2 separate regions of the Mus musculus genome follow, and region 1 is linked to region 2. The links are chromatin contacts, called in public HiChIP or PLAC-seq maps. All regions are on one chromosome and are shown on one strand. Each heading gives the region's core, a stretch centred on a gene start, on an enhancer-like site or on the middle of the called end of the contact. The rest is flanking DNA. Distances are from core to core; before and after follow the strand shown.

Region 1 (3,433 bases), core at 812-3,311, 210 kb before region 2:
CCTCGAATTAATAAGAACAGGGAGAACACACACCCATGAAGTCCAAATTTGGGTGCTGTATTTTATATAATGCATATTAGCAATAAGTGCTAAGATTTGAACCTGACCTAAATCTGTCCAGGTCCACATCTCTCCGCAGTTTATTTATATAAACATATAAAGTATGGGAAGCAAATCAAATAATTTAGAGGTCATCTTTGTTTAAAAAAAAAAGCTATGATTCTAGTAATTTTTAAAAAGTTTTTGGCTGGAGAGATGGCTCAGTGGTTAAGAGCACCGATTGTTCTTCCGAAGGTCCTCAGTTCAAATCCCAACAACCACATGGGAAAAAAAAAAAAAAAAAAAAAAAAAAAACTAAAGGGAAAACTGGTCAACCTCATATTCTGCTGGGTGGTGGTGGCCCACGCCTTTAATCCCAGCACTTGGGAGGCAGAGGCAAGCAGATTTCTGAGTTCGAGGCCAGCCTGGTCTACAAAGTGAGTTCCAGGACAGCCAGGGTTACACAGAGAAACCCTGTCTCGAAAAAACCAAAAAAAAAAAAAAAAAAAAAAAGAGTTTTCATATACTTAAAAAAAAGCCGGGGTGGTGGAGGTTTCAGAGACACAAAATGAAAAGAATGCCAACAAACATATTTCAAATTTAAAAACGCAGCTGCTCTGGGATAGCGTTGGTTCTTCTCCCATTTTAAATAGTTATGCTAGCAGGTGAAATAACTTAAGTGGCAAGCCGATCAATCACCACGAATAAAACTTACTCTGCAATTTGTATAGAAAGCTCCCATTTAAGCAACCCCACTTGTCCTACGGGAAGAGGCATACTTCAGGAGTTAGTTTTTAACCCTGGGCCCCAACTCTTCATTCAATTACACACTTATTTAGCAGCGCACGTTTTAATTGTGCATATTTCCATATTCTAGAGGGTACACACGGGGTTTTCAGGCAAACTTTGACGTTTTTTTTAACGGTACATAAGAATTGAAAGCAGGAGCCAGCAGCATCCACCTCTGCTTTCTCTTCATGGAACCTAAGCTTACTTTCCAAGGAAAGAAAATGAAAGGTTAGATTAAACAAGGAATAAACCATACACCCATTTATTAAACCATATTATTAGCCATTACATTAAATCATAACCTTATGGTTAGGAGTGGCAGGGTTAAACAAAGTCGGCTTAAACTAGTATCCAAAATATGCAAAACCCTGTCGGCAAAACACCAGCAGCTTCCCAAATTGCATAGCAATCAAAAGTTTTCATTTAAGAAGAAGAAGAAGAAGAAGAAGAAGAAGAAGAAGAAGAAGAAGAAGAAGAAGAAGAAGAAGAAGAAGAAGAAGAAGAAGAAGAAAACCCTTCTGTGTTTTATTCTGCAACAATCTTGCCAGCGGACAAATGTCTACAAAATATAAACCGCGTTTGCGGCTTATCCTGACGCCCCTAAATCGCAATCCATTAGCTGTTGAAAAAACAAGCAAGAACGGAACACAGAACAAAGCATACACCAGAGAAAGAGCGCGAATCGGCAGCAGCCAGCTGGGCCTCTTTTTACTGAGCCCTTAAGACAAAGCAGGATCGTGGCACGCACCACGGGCTGGACTACATATCCTAGCATGCAAAGCACCGAGGCCTCACCACTGGACTGCGTTTCCCAGCATGCAAGGCGCTAGGGTCTCCCGGCCAGACTACGCTTCCCGACATGCTCTCTGCCAACAGCAAGTTCGTGACCGGAGAGGCCTGGGGTCCCGGAGTAGTGTGTTCTTTCTCCGTCCTTTCAATAGTTTTTCGGCGTCGGGAGCCGGACACTGCCACCGGAGTCACCACTTAAGCGACAGAAGTTCCCGACCGGTTATTCACTGGAGTCAACTGGAACGAAAACTGCCCCTCAGGCTGGGGAGGGCGGGATGGAGGCCGGGCAAGCTCGGTCAGTTTTAGCCAATGGCGCCCGAGCAGCTGCCCTGTCACCATGGCAACTCAGGCCGCCCGCGGAGGGACCAGCAGTCCATTGGGTAGAATCTTTCTCGAAGGCTCGAGAAGAAGGAAGCGGAAGTGGCACGTGGAGGCGCCGGTGAGTAAAATGCTGCAGATTCTGGAAAGTTCTCCTCAGTAGGCTACATAAGGCTGAGCGATTGGGACCTCCCCTTTTGGATTGGTAGCTGAGCGGCGGCGGCTGCGTGAGAGAGGCGGGCGGCGGAGAGCGGTGGCAGAGACTGAGCGCAGTCTTGCAGGGTAAGCCGGAGGCATCTTCCCGACTGGTCGGGAGCAGGACGAGCACGCAGCGGACCCGAGGCGGAGGCGGACCGGGCCAGCCATGTCGGTGGTTGGGCTAGACGTAGGCTCACAGAGCTGCTACATTGCGGTGGCGCGGGCCGGGGGCATCGAGACCATCGCCAACGAGTTCAGCGACCGCTGCACCCCGTAAGTAGGAGCCTGGGTGGCCGGGGAGGGCTGGAGCTCGCTGCTTCCCGAGGGAGATGGTGGGTCCGGGGATTCCGGGAACCGTGACACCCCGCGACCACCTGGTCCCGCTGGCCTTCCAGGCTCGCCCCCGACTCCCCACTCAGCTTCTTCAAGCTGGCACCGGCTCCCACCTCAGCTAGGATCTCGGCAGAGCCTGGGCAACAGAGCCTTTTCCTCCGCATGGTGAATCTCCAAATGACCTAGAAGGTTCCAGAGCCTGTGCGCCGCTGCTTGCCTAGGGAGCGAGCGGACTGTTGTTAGCGACCACAGAAACACGCTATGGTGGAGGAATCCTCCGTCTCTGCGTCTCATCTACTCCTGATTTGTTAATATTGCCCTAGTGCCCCAATCGCCTTTTGGAAGCGTCCTTTTTAAAGCTCATTGTGAAAAACGTCCGTGAGAGTTTCCAGACCCAGAGTTCGTTTATTTTAACACCATTTAGAGTAAGCAGTACAAATTTAACATTGTTGTTGCTTAACACACTGCTGTGCAAAAAATTCAGTGGGGAAGATGGATTTTTTTGCTTCGGAATTAAATATTCTGCAGCAACGTGGGTGGGTAAACGGAAGCATGGTAAAAAGCAACTTTTTGAGGGGGTTAGTTTCTGAAGGTTACATATTAGAGGCAGTTAGACCTGCGTGTGCCTTCACCGACAACAGCTGTATGCTTTTTAAGGCAATCATTATAGGGCTTTTTCCCCCCATGTGCAAAGTCCAAGATAATAAATGTTAAACATCGAACCCAAAGGTAAAATCATTCCGACCTTATTAGAGGAACATTTATGAGTGAATAGGAGGAAGAAAGCCTTGCTAGGAACTTACTTTCTAAGCATGGGCTCCCTCTCTCACAAAGCCATGGTGCTCTGTGATTCGGCAATTAGTAGGAAGGCTGCCAGTCCTTCTTGCCCCCATCCTGTATGCTAAGCGCTTCTTCCTCTCTCTGCCTAAAAAGAGACAAAAGGTGTGTAGAGGAGAACAGGGAGAGC
Region 2 (3,816 bases), core at 483-2,982:
TCTCATATTAAGATTGTTAAAGTGTATTTCAAACACCAACTACTACGGTGTACCTGTAGGGAGGAGGACCCTCCCTTGTCACTGGTTGATTGGCACCCCACCTGGCTTTACATTTCAGGGAGGGCTCATCCTGGTGGCCTGCAGAGATCCTTCAGCAGCCAGTATCTTGAATGTTCATTCCAGTGGCAGGTTGGACATCAGATTTGTTTCCCAGGGAAATATCAGTACTGGCTTTACCTGACATATTTGCAAGAGAAGAGTTTAGCCCCAAGGCTTGCTGGGGCTGCTGGCTGCAGAGGGCCATTCTGTGATCCAGGATACATCACAGGTTAGCATCCCAGTCAGATGCCTCCCACAGAGGTTGCCAGGAGGGTCTTCAGAGTGCCAGGGTACTAAGCAAAGTTCATGGGTGCTTGGTTACCCCTGAAAATTCCTCAGAGAAGTGTTCAATGTCAATGACACCCTATGCCACAGAGACAAAATCCTTCCATCCCATAATCATAACCTTGACGGAAGCCACTGGGCCTGCCAGTGCCTAGGGATGGGAAAGGGGGTCCTCTATAGAACCTTGGAGGGCCAGAGGCTGGCAAAGGGATAGAAATGTCCACTCCCTGCCTTCTTTTACCCCTTTAACCCACTGTGTGCCACAGACCCCCAAAGGGCGACAGCTTGAATGTTCAGACCAATCAGATAAGTTGGCTGGATGTCTCTTCACATTCCAGAAGACTTGGAAATGAGAATTCTGCCAAAAGTGGTTCTGTAACCGATGATCTGGGTGACAGATTGCAGTTGAAAACGTCATCTATTGAACCTAAAAACACAGTAAATAAGGCATTCATTTAACCATCACTACAGAAAGAAAGAGTGTCTCTGAAACTCATCCAAAACAGCCATTTCAGCAATTAGCAGGGAATCCTGGCTTCCACGGGGACACTCAAAAACTAAGCAGAAGTGCATTGATTTCTGCTTATCTGTGCTATGACTGTTGGCTGGGTGTGATGGCACACACCTTTAATCCCAGCACTCAGGAGGCAGAGGTTGGTGGATCTCTGTGAGTTTGTGGCCAGCCTGGTCTACACAGCAAGTTTCAGGCTAGCCAGGGAGGGCTACATAATGAGACTCCTTCACAAACAAACAACAACAAAAATATTGATGGGCATTCAGGGCGTTATAACCACTTTCCATTGGGCTGGAGACCTGAAGTACAGCAGCACATATTGGGAAAGGGATGCTTGAGACACAGGCCAGGGTCAGGGGTCAGGAGTCAGGGGTCATGGGTCAGGAATCAGATTCTGACTGTTGGTTGGTTTACTCATCTTGCAGGACTGAGGAAGAAAACAAGGGCTTCCCACATGAGGAGCAAGGACTCTTCTACTGAGCCACACTCCCAGCTAGAGATCAGATTCTGAAGTGGACAGAACCAGGTTGGCAGTCAGTCTAAGGGCTGCATGCCAGGCTTGGCAGCCTGCCAGTGCAACAGGTGTGCCTAGCTGTGCTTTCTGCAATGGCAGCCAATCCCAGGGGGCCGTCTTCTCCATGGCTCACCCTAGATCTGGCTCAGGGGTGACTTTCTAGGGAATGTGACACTTTGTTACCCTGTGTGCCCTAGTGGAAACCCTAAGCAGATACAGAGGCAGAAGGGGGAATCACAATGAAACAGGAAGGCTGTTCAAGAAGCTGGGGCCAGTGGGTGAGACTGAGAACCCAGCAACAGTAGCACAGCCAAAGCAAGGTAAGCCCGCCCACAAAGCTTTTGTTTGTAGCAGGCAGAGAGAGGAGGTTGGGAGGTGAGCAGAACAGAGCCTGAAATGGAGGAGAGAAACAGACTCAGAGAAAGAAAAGCAACAGAAAGAAGAAGGGACATTCCCAGAAGTGGAGGAAGGGAGAAAAGGACACAGACAATTTTCAGGGGGAAGAAAAAAAAAAAGCGCCTGACTTTTGCTGCACACAAAGGAAGAAAGAGCTGCCACTAAATACAGTTAATCCAGACCGTTGACATCTGCTCTGCAGAACACTACAGGGGCCCTGAGCTGGCAGTTGCTGCAAACAGCCACCAGAGCCCTAATCCAGGAAGTGCTCTGGGGCCCCCTGGACTAGCTAACCCTCTGAGAGCAGCTCACGAGGAGGAAGCCATCTGTCTGAGCCACAAAGCCTAGAGCCCACCATATGCCATGTGCGTTCGTTATCTGAAACCTTCCTAGGAGTTATCCTTGCAGTATCTAGGAACCCTTCCGAATATACTGTTAAGACAGAGACCACGGCCACTGAGACATGTAAGCTGGCTGCCGGCTCTGTTTCCTGAGTTCATGTGAAGGTAACGGGGGAGCCAGCCCTCTTCCAAGTAGTTTAAACCTCATGTGCTGAAGTGAGCATAGTCGTTTAAATTAATAATTTTTCACAATAATTTCAGGTTCCCCTCTGCTTTGGCTGATTATATAACTGCTATATCAGAAAATTTAGGGAGCTTACAAGAAAAACTCACTATGCCTTTCTTCCTTTTTCTTTTCTTTTTCCTTTTCTCCTCTTTCCTTTTTATCGGAAACAGGACTCCCCCCCGCCCCCCTGTGTTGCCTAGGCTGGCCTCAAACTCCTGGATTCATCTCATCCTCCAGTCACACCCTTGCTGCAGTCTCACAACCAGCTGGAATACAGGTGCATGCCTCTGTGCCCAGCTGGAATACAGGTGCATGCCCCTGTGCCCAGCTGGAATACAGGTGCATGCCCCTGTGCCCAGCTGGAATACAGGTGCATGCCACTGAGCCCAGCTGGAATACAGGTGCATGCCACTGTGACCAGCTCCTCCTTCAGGCTAACAAACACCTCTTAGTCCTTCCTTCCCAAGTTGGAGGTACCAGGTTTTTTGGTTCTGTTTTTAACTCACTATCTGAGACTTGCTGTGTAAACCAGGCTGGCCTTGAACTCAGAGACCAACTGGCCTTAGCTTCTAAGTACTGGGATCAAAGGCATAGACCAGGGTATAAATCACTGTTCTTTCTGGTAAAGAGGCTGGTCTCTGGCATTTCAGTTAGTGGCTTTTATTCTACCCTTTGAGCTAACCACTTTCCCCACACCCTGAGAGTTTATGACCTACCTCTAGATGTGACGCTAAATTTCCGATCAGAGAAACTACTCCTTCGTATTAGAGGTTCACTCATTTTTTCCAGAAATAACTTGATTGTTTCTTTCTTTTCTGGGTTCGTACTTGTCAAGTTCAGAACCTTTCCGTGCACTTTTACGGTGGAATTGCTGAGCCCAAACCAGTAGAAGAAATCAAACAGGGCATCTGCCTTGAATTCGTAGGTGAAGCTCAAATTCTCTCCATTCAGCACAATCGTTCCTGGAGGGAAGAAATTCTTCACTACTTCCTGGAAATCAAACTGAAAGAGAAAAGAGTTTATTGGCATGGGGTAGGAAACCATCATGAGCGTTATAGAATCTACTGCAACTTCAATGTCTGCAGGGGAACACTGAGAGGGAGTGGCAGGTGCCCGGGAGGAAGGGGTGTCGTCCCTTTGTGGGGCGGGACCCCTCGTGAGGAAAGCCCTGCTCACCTGAAGTCTATAGCTTTCTCCAATCACTGAGGAAATGACCATGTCCATCCCTTGCTCTATCTGTCTTCTTATCTTGGGGTGCCTTGTGTTCACAAGAAACGCATAGGTCCTTTCTAGAAGTCAGGAAGCAGACGTTAGAAAAAGTGTTGTTGCTGGGCGGTGGTGGCACATGCCTTTAATCCCAGCACTTGGGAGGCAGGGGCAGGTGGATTTCTGAGTTTGGGGCCAGCCTGGTCTACAGAGTGAGATCCAGGACAGCCAGGGC

The links. HiChIP or PLAC-seq counts read pairs in DNA pulled down with a chosen protein or histone mark.
Region 1: an H3K4me3 HiChIP or PLAC-seq map of the SCID.adh cell line shows a contact between it and region 2, with 19 read pairs. The contact joins the promoter of Hsph1 here to the enhancer-like site in region 2. A contact is called at or near these places in 1 of 39 promoter capture datasets (neural stem cells), 2 of 484 Hi-C or Micro-C datasets (the G1E-ER4 cell line and muscle stem cells), 2 of 115 datasets of contacts at active chromatin or transcription factors (the SCID.adh cell line and pancreatic cancer cells) and 3 of 9 other capture datasets (adipose tissue, liver and pancreatic islet).

Annotation. Positions count from the first base shown.
Region 1 is chr5:149,634,943-149,638,375 of GRCm38.p6, reverse strand. Hsph1 (heat shock 105kDa/110kDa protein 1) reads left to right here and starts at 2,061. Exons shown (of 18, transcript NM_013559.2): 1 at 2,061-2,406. The coding sequence starts at 2,300.
Region 2 is chr5:149,426,782-149,430,597 of GRCm38.p6, reverse strand. Medag (mesenteric estrogen dependent adipogenesis) reads right to left here. Exons shown (of 5, transcript NM_027519.4): 3 at 3,552-3,664; 4 at 3,092-3,377; 5 at 1-811. The coding sequence ends at 687. Among named protein-coding and RNA genes, the nearest start is that of Tex26, 11 kb to the left of the region's middle. Within about 2 kb of position 1,732, at least 182 of the 459 cell types and tissues checked have an H3K27ac peak or open chromatin away from gene starts, as enhancers often do. A contact at or near this core is called in the G1E-ER4 cell line, the SCID.adh cell line, muscle stem cells and 1 more, where this site is marked.